3 separate regions of the Mus musculus genome follow, and all the other regions are linked to region 3. A link is a contact called in public promoter capture Hi-C data. All regions are on one chromosome and are shown on one strand. Each heading gives the region's core, a stretch centred on a gene start, on an enhancer-like site or on the middle of the called end of the contact. The rest is flanking DNA. Distances are from core to core; before and after follow the strand shown.

The links. Promoter capture Hi-C pulls out the DNA fragments that hold promoters and counts their contacts.
Region 1: a promoter capture Hi-C map of pre-B cells shows a contact between it and region 3, with 4 times the contacts expected there. The contact joins the promoter of Lyrm9 here to the enhancer-like site in region 3. A contact is called at or near these places in 10 of 39 promoter capture datasets (the 3T3-L1 cell line, 3T3-L1-derived adipocytes, the C10 cell line and 7 more), 3 of 484 Hi-C or Micro-C datasets (the P5424 cell line, cerebellum and cortical neurons), 2 of 115 datasets of contacts at active chromatin or transcription factors (large pre-B cells and pro-B cells) and 3 of 9 other capture datasets (adipose tissue, embryonic stem cells and liver).
Region 2: a contact with region 3 is called in a promoter capture Hi-C map of the C10 cell line, with 3 times the contacts expected there. The contact joins the promoter of Slc46a1 here to the enhancer-like site in region 3. A contact is called at or near these places in 5 of 39 promoter capture datasets (the C10 cell line, cranial neural crest, hippocampal neurons and 2 more), 1 of 115 datasets of contacts at active chromatin or transcription factors (bone marrow-derived macrophages) and 2 of 9 other capture datasets (adipose tissue and liver).

The regions. Positions count from the first base shown.
Region 1 is chr11:78,823,803-78,827,930 of GRCm38.p6, forward strand. Lyrm9 (LYR motif containing 9) reads left to right here and starts at 2,793. Exons shown (of 4, transcript NM_001076681.2): 1 at 2,793-2,834. It also overlaps the pseudogene Gm23219.
Region 2 is chr11:78,463,653-78,467,939 of GRCm38.p6, forward strand. Slc46a1 (solute carrier family 46, member 1) reads left to right here and starts at 2,049. Exons shown (of 5, transcript NM_026740.2): 1 at 2,049-2,353; 2 at 2,699-3,551. The coding sequence starts at 2,126.
Region 3 is chr11:79,401,891-79,405,896 of GRCm38.p6, forward strand. All of the region lies in intron 5 of Nf1 (neurofibromin 1), which reads left to right. Among named protein-coding and RNA genes, the nearest start is that of Nf1, 64 kb to the left of the region's middle. Within about 2 kb of position 2,186, at least 22 of the 459 cell types and tissues checked have an H3K27ac peak or open chromatin away from gene starts, as enhancers often do.

The DNA of each region.
Region 1 (4,128 bases), core at 1,543-4,042, 580 kb before region 3:
GCCGGGGAGGCCTGAGAGCCAGGGCAGGTCCAAGGGCCTAAGTATATTCTTCAAAGTATTTTATCATACTCATTACAGCCATTGTATATTTATGAATTAATTTGAATTATTTACATGGTCAACATTTGAGACAATAACCCGAAATAATCAAAGCATGCAAATGCATCGTTTCTCTTTGAAATGTGGAAATGGGGCTAGGGAGCTGGCTCAGTGGGTGGAACAGGCACTCCCGGTCAAGCCTGCCAGCCTGAGTTCATTTTCCTGGACCTACACACACACACACGCACACACACACACACCACAGCACATACACATAACAATAAGCAAATACATGTAATTTTTAAAATCTGGAGGTTGAGGTAAACTGAAAAGCATCAGAATGTCTTGCCTCTTTCTCTACAGAGCAGTTCCAAAGCTGCCACTACACGTCATTACAGGTCAGGCTTCATGACACGAGTTCAGAACATGGCCATTTGGTTCTGAGGGGGAGCCGATAAATTCCCCAGGGAGGAGGGATCTCCTGCACGGCCAACCCTTGAGTGATAAATTTCTTAAGCAAAAGGTCTTTAAAATTCCACTGACCTGTGCTCGCTTCAGCAGCACATATACTAAGATTATCACAGCCCCTGTGCAAGGATGACACGCAAATTCGTGAAGTGTTCCATATTTAATAAAAAAAAGAAATTCCACTGACCTGTAAATATCATGCAGCCTGACACCAGGGCGCCCAGCTGCCAATCTCAGTGTGGAAGAAAATGACAAGATGAGAATGGGTGGGTTTCCATTAGGTTACAGACTTGGTGCTATTTCAGTGAATGCTTGGACTGGTAAGAATTCTTTAGTTTTACTACTGAAATGAAAAGAAATTTAAAGTTTCTGTCAAGTTAAAAAGAATCACTATTTCCTTATTCTTTTTTTGTTTTTTATTTTCTTCCTTCCTTTCTTCTTTCTTTTGTTTTGTTTTGTTTTATTTGTGTTTTTTTTTTTTTTTTTTTTTTTGCTTTTACAAGACAAAACAGCCCTGTTTCTCTGTGTAACAGCCCTGGGTGTCCTGGAACTCGATTTGTAGAGCAGCCTGGCCTCGAACTCACAGAGCTCCACCTGCCTCTGCCTCTGGAGTGTTTGGATTAAAGGTGTGCACCTCCTTGCCTGGCTTGGATTATTCTTAAATCCAAGTTCTCACTGTGACTCGGTAAAAGAAAGGGAGCTGCTATCCACATCTCTCCCTCAAGCTAAAAAATAAAAAAATTTCTTTTCTGTTCTTTCTCTTTTGTGCTGCCTAGCTGTCGACAAAGAGTTTTCGAGAAAGATAAATGTTGTGTCTCTGTAAAGACAGAAGTAACACAAGAGGCAGGAAGGTGGAGCCTTTCGGAGGTAGAGCTAACAGCTTGCTTCTTGAATATTTTATGACCTAGGTATTAGAATGAGGCTTCTGAAGCAGGAACACGGAGATCTAGGAACAAAAGAGGGGGACTGAGAGAACAGATTGAAATTTCTTAAAAATATGAAAGGATCTTAATGTTGTACGAGAGAGTGGATTGGTGTCCCAGCAGGTTGCTCCTAGTAAGGGCTCTAAAAGCGTAATGATTTATTGATTGGATCTGCACTAATGACATGCCGTGATTATGCATGGGTAAATAAAAAGGCTGATTTATGAGGGTGCATTCGGATCTTTCAGATACAGTTGGTCCAAGTCTACAGTTTGAAAATAAATGAAGGAAATTATCTGGGTATTCCAGGGGAAGAATCCTCCCACACAGATTTGAAGACGGGGTAGAGTGTTAGCTGAAGAGGAGGAAGGGGGTGCTTTGTGTGTGGGGGGGGTGCGGGAGGGAGACGGTGGCATTCTAGAGAGTTGAAGATGAATCAGAGAAAGGAAGTAGTTCTGTTAAGAAATAGCCCCTGCTTCCTAAGAGGAAGAAAAATAGACTTCCGAGTGCTGCTAAACAGCGATGTTTACTTTTAAAAAATGAAGAAAAAAGGCATTATAAGCAATTGTCTTGTTAAAGCAGCTACATGAGGAGCGTGTGTAAGGAAATCGGGCTTTTCATTATAGGTAGATTTTTTTTAAAGCCCCGAAGAGGAAAGATGAAGAGAAGCAATGTTATCCACCGGCGCCCTTGCTGCCTTTCAGACAGCGGCCCAGAGAAGCTAGAAGCCTCATTGAACAGGGCGTTTGTCTCATGAAAAAGACCTGTCTTTATTTCTTTCAGGATATAAAACTTGTGTTTAAATCAATTCAGAGAAGCATTCTGACTTTAAACATGCGCGAGTGGGGAGAACCCGTTTAATGAAACAGCATTATTTCATTTTCAAAAAATGATCCCGGCAGTAGCTGCAAGTTAAGATTCTTCATTCTCTCCCTCGATTATAATTATAGCAGAGTTGAAAGGAAGCGTGCCTATTACTGTCATATGTATTCTTCTGACAGGTGTTGTGGGACTGTAATTTGATCAAGTGACTCGAAATGAAGACTCCCTTCCAAACATAATTCCTGTCATCAACATAACAACAGGAAGGACACGTCCTTCAAGAAGACGTTTCACAGATCTTGAGCACCCCTAATATTCTCCATTCGTGGGAATATGAAGAAGAGCTTGCCATCAGAGTTTGTATCCAAGGTTGTAAGGGAGACAAGGAAAAGCGGGCCGTGGTTCCAGCCAACTGGGCGGGGTCGGATCAGGAAGCCCGCACCCAGTAGGACCCCGAGTCCCGCGGATGGCCGGCAGAGGGCGCTAGGGTACCAGGCGGGGGCGGGGCTGCGCTTGCTTCTGCCGCGCAGGCGCAATCGTGTCGCTCGCGGTGTCTCCAGTTGGCGTCCGCCGGGAAGGCGGGTGAGCCGCGCTGCGCGGGCCCTTGGGCGGGGACTCGGGGGGCGGCAGGGGCGGGCTGGGGATTACCGAGGCTGCCTGCAGGGCCGGGATATGTGGAAGCCCTGGGGGCGATCTGCGGGCTCTCCAGGCTTTCCCCTAGTGCCAGCGACACCTGTCGCAGCCATAGTTGCCGCGCCGCGGAGGAGCGTGGGAGGCCGGGATGCGGTGTCGGAGGACACGGGGAGCCAGGTCTCTGCCATGTGCTGCTGGCATCTGCACTCGGCTGGAGCAGCCTCCGTTCTATGGTTTTCAAAGAGGAGACGTGCTACTCTCACTCGGTCTGCAGGAACACCCTGTTACCAGGAGTATCTGGAATAATTTTGGTCTTTGCAATATGTAACCCTATCTGGCCTTGAACTCGTAATCCCCCTGCCCCAACTTCCCAGTAGTACTGTGATTCCCGGCCAGTGCTAAAGTGCACACGTTTAATAACATTTAGAATGTGCGCAGATGTGCATCTATGGCCACTGTTGATTTTAGAACATTTACCTTGAAAGAAAACCATCTACATTTGCTGGCAAAACCCCTCTCCAGTCTCGTCCTTTCTCTTTGCGCTAGGCAACCACTTAGCTGATTTCCATAGATTTTGTTAGTTCTGAACATTTCACAGAAATGGAATCAATCATATGCAGCCCCGGTTATTGGTTTCCTGCGTCTTTTATGCCTCATTCAAAGCACGCACGTGGTAGCATATGTAAGTGCTTCATTCGCTTTATTACAGAATAATTTTCCAATGTTTGCCTGGATCAGATTTTATCTCCCCATGTGCCCAGTGATGGCCCTTGGGACTCATTTGAAGTCCTTACTCTTACATACCTGTCTTCTGGGTATAAGGTGGGGGTGGGGGTGGGGGTGGGCCAAAGAAAGGGAAGGATAAAGTGTATATCCTTGGGTGGCACGTGGGATTTGGCCAGGAAGAAAGAGACTGATTAGCTTAGCTGCTAACTAGGAGCTAGGAACAGCTCCGTGGTAAAAAGGTTGCCAGGCATCGTCAAGCCCCAGGATTCATTTCCAGCATCCCCACCTCCCACAGGGATGGACCAAAAACTGGTTCTGAAGGGTGTGCCGGTGGGAATGTAGGGAGGCTGGCCTGACCTTGGCTGTGTGGGAGAGGGACGAGGGGAGGCAGGATTGCTGGAAGAACATAAATATGCCAGATGGAGCCCTAGGGTGGGCGGGGGCAGGGAGCTAACCATTCCTATTTTCAACTTTCTCCATCATGAAGATTAATTGCGTATTTAAAAAAAATGGCTGG
Region 2 (4,287 bases), core at 799-3,298, 940 kb before region 3:
TGGTGATTGTCTCCATGCTCCAATAAACTTGCGTGTCTACCAAGCCGGAATCGTTATTTTGGTCTATCGTTAGCAAGCATAAACATTGGTTCACATCCTCCAGGAAAAGTGAAGTTATCAAGGAGTCAGAAGAGGCCCCTAGTTATCAGACACACAGACTGAGTCACACCCTGACTAGCTCTCAGCTGACAGACCTTGGCCTCTCCTGACCTCAGCTCCTCTCTAGGAAGTATTTACAAGGTTTTAGCTGTCTCCCTCCCTGAGCTGATCCCACTTGTAAAAGCTCTGTATGGGCGGGGTTAGAGGGGAGTGGTGGGATGCGGATGTAAAGAGGTCTGAATGTGTAACACAGAATCATCTATCTCTAGAAGCCCATGAGAAGGGTAGGCTCCAGTGCCTATTTGGCATCCACCTATTCTGAGCCTTAGACTCTTGCAGGCTCAAGGAAGAGGAGCGTCACTGTGTCTTCTCAAGTGCAGGCAGAAATGGAACTACTACTCCCCACCCCAAGAATCGGACCTGTGGGTCACACACTGGGTCCTGTTAGTTCTTGGGAACTTTGCTGGCTCTGCTCCTGGTCCCCACATGAGCATGAGACGCCTCTATTCCTACCCTCAAACCCTCTGCCATGGTCGGATTCTACACTATTTACATCCTGCTCTTTCTCTCTCCCCACCAATCTAGAAGCTGTGGTGCCTGGTGGGGGGCTTCATCTGTTTGCTTCAGTGTTGTGTTCAGATCTCCACGGCACCAAGTAAGGGCACTCCTTTTTCACAGGCAATAAAACAGAAGCCCAGACAGACAGACAGACAGACAGACAGACAGGAAGTCTGAGCTGCTCAGCAACAGTGCAGATGTCTGTTCTCCAGCTCAGTTCCTACAACAGGGGCACTGAAGAGCACAGGCCCACACCCAGGGGCCTCCAGTCTCAGGCTCCTCTTGTCTCTACTCCACCCTCTAAGAGAACTGCAGAATCAGATCCCAGTCCTTGATGTGACACTAGCTCCAGGAAAGGCTCCTAGGACAGGAACAGGGGCAAGGGACAACCTATTAGTCATTAATGATAGCCAACAGCGATTAGGTCTAATAGCAACAGCATCCAGAAGCCTGAGGCAGGGGAATCTCTATGAGTCTGAGGTTAGCCTGGTCTGAAAGTATGTATATAAAATAATACTTTCAGTGTACCAAATCTCATTGTCATTTTCCAATACTTCCTCTCTCTCTCTCTCTCTCTCTCTCTCTCTCTCTCTTTTCTTTTTTCTTTTGGTTTCTTCGAGACAGGGTTTCTCTGTGTAGCCCTGACTGTCCTGGAACTCACTTTGTAAACCAGGCTGGCCTCGAACTCAGAAATCTGCCTGCTTCTGCCTTCCAATTGCTGGGATTAAAGGCATGCATCACCATGCTCGGCATTCTTTCTTTCTTGGTTTGTTTGTTTGTTTGTTTGTTTTGGACAGAACATCAAGCCTTGGTTAGCCTAGTATTGCTTAGACCAAACTGGCCTCACCTCTGGTGTGCTGGGATTAAAAGCACATGCCACTAGGTCCTGCCTTCACTAAGATTTTCTTCCAAGTGAAGGCAAGGTCAACGGATCAGTGGCAGAGCACAAGTACTCCAGTGTGGCCCACCAGGCTCTGGCTGTTCTTACACAGATGCACATGTGCCGAGAGGCAGATGCCACGCAGCTGGCATATCCAGTCTTGTGCGCTAATCCTGCGTGCCTTTCGACCTTACTTCCACATCTCTGGATTCGGATCATTAAGTGACTAATCTATAAGGTTGCCACGAGATAATATATTCAGAATTCCTGGCCCCAGAACAAAGTTACGTTGTCAATAAATGTTAGTTATTGATATAGTGATTATTCTTTTGAGTGTTCCGACGCCCAGGAAGGAGGGCTGCAGCACGGTAGTATCTTTGCGTTGCCTGAAGTGAGGACACACCACAGGGATTGTTTGGACGACACCCAGCCCAGAGTTCAGCGGACCAAAGCTTTTGAGACTGTCTCACGCTCCGCCCCTCTAGACTTTTAACAGAAGCACCCGAAGCCGGCGCAGGCGCAGACAGCACAGACTGGTCCAGGCCTCCCGCAGCTGGTTCCGAGGTGCTAGCCCCTCCGTGTTTGCGCATGGAGGGGCGCGTGAGCTCCGTGGGCTCGCCCCACAGTTTCCTCAACGCTCCCGTGCTTTTCCGCGGCCCCGTGGAGCCCCTAGTCTTCCTGGCCAACTTTGCCCTGGTTCTGCAGGGACCGCTCACCACACAGTACCTTTGGCACCGGTTCAGCACGGAGCTCGGCTACAATGGCACCCGCCACCGGGAGAACTGTGGGAACCAAAGCGCGGATCCCCTCATGAAGGTAGCAGGGACCAGAGCAGCTGTGAATACGGAGCGCGGCACGGGGCGGGGCCTGTGGAAGACGGGGTCCCCGAGGGGACGGGACACACGTGGCGTGGTGGGCGGGTCAGACCAAAGGGGGCCTGCCCTGGCTGGCTGCCTTGTGCTGGAGGTGTACCTAGAGAAAGCCTGGCTTGGAAAGTTATCTAGTGTAGCGACGGAGGGAATGCTTCTCCAGGGCCTGTTTTTACAAGTTGAAGGAACATTCCAAGAGGCTTAGGGCTCTAAAGCAAGGCTATAGCTCCCAGGATGGTGATGGTAGCTAACCAAAGTGAGGTCCTGCGCACTAGTGATTGTGTCTTTACAGGAAGTGGAGACCCTGACATCTCACTGGACCCTCTACATGAACGTGGGAGGCTTCCTGGTGGGACTCTTCTGGTCCACCCTGCTGGGAGCCTGGAGTGACCGCGTGGGTCGCCGCCCATTGCTGGTGCTGGCCTCTCTTGGTCTGCTGCTCCAGGCCGTGGTGTCCATCTTTGTGGTGCAGCTAGAACTGCACGTCGGGTTCTTCGTGCTTGGCCGAGCTCTTTGTGCCCTTCTGGGAGACTTCAACGGCCTCCTTGCTGCTAGCTTTGCCTCTGTGGCAGATGTTAGCTCTAACCACAGTCGCACCTTCCGGATGGCTCTGCTGGAAGCATGCATTGGTGTGGCCGGGACCCTGGCAAGCCTTCTCGGGGGTCACTGGCTCCGGGCCCAGGGTTATGCCAACCCCTTCTGGCTGGCTTTGGCCCTGCTGATTGTCATGGCTCTATACGCAGCATTTTGTTTTGGTGAGACGGTGAAGGAGCCAAAGTCCACCAGGCTTTTCACGCTCCGCCATCATCGATCCATTGCCCGGCTATATGTGGTTCCAGCCCCAGAAAAGTCCAGGATGCATCTAGCCCTGTACTCTTTGGCCATATTCGTGGTGGTTACTGTGCATTTTGGGGCTCAAGATATCCTGACACTCTATGAGCTGAGCGCACCCCTCTGCTGGGACTCCAAGCTGATTGGCTATGGCTCAGCAGCCCAGCACCTACCCTACCTCACCAGCCTGCTGGGCCTAAGGCTTCTGCAATTCTGCCTGGCTGACACCTGGGTGGCTGAGATTGGCCTGGCTTTCAACATCCTGGGAATGGTGGTCTTTGCGTTTGCTACCATTACACCCCTCATGTTCACAGGTAAAGTGAAAATGGGGCCGTTCACTCATTGCCCCCCAAATGTGGTTCAAGCCTGTGGCTTTGGATCCAGAGTTATATTCTCTGCCTGTGTTCTAAGAGGATAGACACCCGAGAAACCACAGAAAAATACCATCTCTGATATACAGAAAATACAGAGCTTTAGTGGCCAAAGTAATTAATGTACATTATAGCTCATAAGCTAATTGCTTCACCCCTTGGCCTCCCAAAGTCCATGCCATTAATGTCTTGATCTTTGGCTCTCGGATAAGAACCACGAGTTAATGAGAATGTTCTGCCTTCTTTTGGGCTTGTTAAAAAAGCTAAAATTCCTGCTGCCCCGGCTTCCCTCCCTCTTCCTTCCCTACCCCTTCCCCTTGTTGCTGCCCCGCTTCTGACTCTCCTGAGAAGAGAGGAAGCTGGCAAGAGAATGAAAAAGTTAACTCCCTAAAAAAGATATGTGTATTCTGCTAGAGTCCGGAACTGCACTGTGTGCAGAGTCAGCTGTTTGATGATAGCAACTGCGTTAACTCAGCTAACTCGGTAGTGACACCAAAGGGACCGGGGACCATTTGCCAAGGCCACAGAACCTCAGAAGTGCTAAGATGAAAGATGCTGCATCACAGAGTCTCAGCAGAATCACAAACATTGCGAGCCTATAGGTAGCTAGACACCAGGGCAAAGGAACTCAAATGCTGTACCCTCAACATGCATCCCTCCTTGGCCCATTTGGTCCTTC
Region 3 (4,006 bases), core at 936-3,435:
CCTTCACCTTAGAAGGAATATTTCTGCATATCACCACTGGACTTGTAGAAATTTCCTTGAAGTTGAAGGCCCTTGACTTTTGTCTGGATTTATTTACCATCCTCCCATGTACATAAGTGTTACCAATATTTCCAAAGTGGTTGCTCCTTCCTGCTCGCTTGGTTCAGTCAACATGATGCCATGAGTATACTGGACCAGGGTGATATTTTGTAGAGAGAGATGCTCAAGCTCCCTTCATACTAAGTTATGACACAGGACTGGAGAGTTGATAAGTACTAACCTCGAGGTAAAACTGTAAAAAGGCATACTACTGACTTCCAGCTGAAAGCAAATTGCTTCTGGTTGTGCTTATGGACAGGAATTGATAGAAAGCATTTGCTAGATCCATAGCTGAATACCATGTACCAGGAGCTGTGCTAATCTATCCAAGTAAGGGCATCACATCTAGTACAGCAGCTGAAATTTAGTCACTGCTTGATTAAGTTTTAATGGTCAGTGGTCACTCTCTATGATCCATCTGACTCCTGTGCTGGAGAGTTAAAGGGAGATGTGAGAACTACCATCCCTGCATGTTTCAAGTCCTTGATGGTAGCATGGAGTATTATATTTGGTTCACTATGTTCCCAGAGGCAATGCCAGTCTCTTCAATTTGTGATTTCCAACCATAATAGCTTTCAGTTCACAGGTCAAGGAACCAACGTGGGATTTTGCCAATGTCTAAGTATATCTATACCAATTATACATTCTGGAACTGGAGAAATAACCACAGGATGAGTTTGGGGACCCAGTAGACTCTCTGTGATTTGGGTTTCAGTCAAAATTCCATTAATCACCTGATAATCATAAGCCCCGATTTAACTGGAGGGCCACAGTGCTATTTGGGGGTCTCTTGGAACCAGTGTCAGTTTAAAACGAGTGTCCAGTAAACCCTGGAAAACCTGATTGTTTCCTTTTTCCCAGAGTACATTTACCCTTGTAAAAGGTCATAGGATGGGAGAAGGGCTAACAGTAAAACTTTTAGGTATTTTAGCAAGGTCCTCAGGGGGACCTAGCCTTCTCATCATTCAAGGACTTTGGGGTCTGCAAACTAGCTCAAGTCTGGAAATTGATTGATAAGTTGAGATACCCCTTTGCTACTCTGCAGTATTCTTTTTGTTTGTTTGAGAATTTTTTTTTTTGCTTATATAGATGTAAAAACAAACAAAACAAAATAAAAACATATATTCCTGGAAGCATTATTAGCCAGTACAAAAAGATCCGTAGGAGTCATGCCATCATAAAAGTTACTCTGTCTGTGCTGCCCTTCATGATAAATATTCTCGCCTTGCCTTTGGCAATGCAGTGCTGATACCTGGCCCTGCTACTCTGGGGGCCTAATTAAGCCCATCCCATTTAACTTTTTGGATTGAGCATCAGTGTCTCCAACCTTAAGGTCTGGCACAAAGAGAAGAGCGGGGGCAAAGCCCTTCAAATCCTGGTGCCCCTCTTACCATTTTGTGCCTCACAGGATTAGTGAAGAGAATGTCTTCTGGGCCTTCCCATTGTGGAGGATTCGGTTTTATACAGCACACCCATCATTGCAGTTTCTCTGAACCCTAAAATCCCTTCATCAATACTAAGTCAAGGGACATCAGGTATCCACAGTTCCCTTTCAGTAGAGTATGGCTAGTGCTTAGCCAACCAGTCACGCTTTTGATACCTTTTTAACTGTAAGAACGTCTGTATTGAACTTAGAACCTTAACTCAGTGGGCCCATATCAATAAATTCAGCTTGATTCAGTTTTATGGTTTTTTTTTCACCATTATTTCATGCCCTTAAAAATCCATTCTCATATATATTGCCCAGACTACGGCTTGAATGAATTCACAAACTCAGTAAACTTTAGTATTGTACCACACCTTTGTTGTGAATTTCACTTTCTGTTTCGCTCCTAGAAGCCTTCTTAGCCTTGATACTGATTATAGTTCAGAGGCAATTATTGTCGACAGACACTGAGCGGCATCAGTATTGCCTTGCTTGATGTTTCTCTTTCAGTGAAAGTCACTGAAATTTGTAGACAACAAAGGATTAATTTCCTCAGGCCAAGGTACAAAAGGAAATATTGCAAGGTGTGACAGTGGGGCCGCACCCTACACTAAGAGTGGGCAGACTACTGCCACAGGTGAGACAGACGCATCAGAATTTGAAGGGTCAAAGTCCTCAGCACCTGTCCCCTACACTTCTCCATCTCAAGTTACAGGATCCCACCCCTTACCAGCCAGTGCCTTTAGGCTCCTATTTACCTTAGCAACAGGAGAAGTGCACTTGACTAGGGGGAGTGCAGGCAGGCAGGCAAAAGTGAAAAGTTTCTCCTTCCATGTTCCTTCACAGGTGTGATTCCAGATATAGTCAAGTTGACAAACAAGATTAGCCATCATATTACCTAAGTTTCTGACAAAGCTATCAAAAACATGCATTGGAGAAAAGGTGCCCTCTTTAACAAGTGGTGCTGGGAAAACTGGATCTTTCTCTCTTTCTTTCTTTCTTTCTTTCTTTCTTTCTTTCTTTCTTTCTTTCTTTCTGATTTATTTTATTTATATGAGTACACTGTAACTGTCTTCAGACACACCAGAAGAGGGCATCAAATCCCATTACAGATGGTTGTGAGCCACCATGTGGTTGCTGGGATTTGAACTCAGGACCTCTGGAAGAGCAGTTGGTGCTCTTTAACCTCTGAGCCACCTCTCCAGCTTGAAAACTGGATTTCTATACATATTGTGCAACAATAAATTCAGTGTCTTAGTTAGGGCTTTATTGCTGTGAACAGAAACCATGACCAATGCAAGTCTTATAAAGGACAACATTTAATTGTGGGTGGCTTACAGGTTCAGGGGTCAGTCTATTATCATCAGGGGAGAAGCATGGCAGTAACCAGGCAGGCATGATACAGGCAGAGCTGAGAGTTCTGCATCTTCATCTGAAGGCTGCTAGCAGAGTATTCATTTCCAGGCAGCTAGGATGAGGGTTGTAAAGCCCACGCTCACAGTGACACACCTACTCCAACAAGACCACTTCCTGGGCCAAGCATATTCAAACCATGACATTCAGTATATCAAAACTCTAATGAAAGAAGAAGACAGGTAAAAATATTTGAAGACATAGGCATAGACAAGAATTTTCTGAAAAGGACTATAGCACAGGAAACAATACCAAGACGTGGCAGAGAGAGTTACATGAGATTAGAAATCGCTACCAAGCAAAGGACACAGTCACTAGAGTAAAGAGACCATTTACAGGCTTGGGAAAAGAAATTTCCAGGCTTACATCTGGCTGGGGACTGGTATCTATGATATATAAATAACTGCTAAAATTAAACTCTAAAATCATTTTAGAGTCTGTAGATAGGCTCATGAGCTGAATAGAGTCCCTAATAGGAGAAATACAATGACCAGTAGATACTTGGAAAAAGTTTTCAACATTCATAGACATCAGGGAAATGGAAATTAAAACCTCTTTCAGATTCTGTCTCACTTCAGTTGGGACGTTGTCAAGAAAACAAAAGACAACAGAGGGGAAAATGTGGGTGGGGCTAGTGGGATCCTGAGTAGCTACTTTTTATTTTTCTGTTTTTTTCTGTTTTTTTTTTTTTTCTTTTTTTTGTTTTTCGAGACAGGGTTTCTCTCTGTAGCCCTGGCTGTCCTGGAACTCACTCTGTAGACCAGGCTGGCCTCAAACTCAGAAATCTGCCTGCCTCTGCCTCCCAAGTGTTGGGATAAAAGGTGTGCGCCACCACTGCCTGGCAGTGAAACTCCACTATGACAGTTTGAAGGGTTCCTCAGAAAAACTGATAACAGACCATGTGACCCAGATATACTACTATATTGTATAGCCACAGAAATTCTTGTACATCCATTTTTACTGCCACACAATTCACGGTGGCTTAGGAAATAAACCAGCCTGAATGTCCATCATGAGAAGAATGGAAGCCGGACAGTGGTGGCACACCCTGTCTCAAAAAACCAAAAA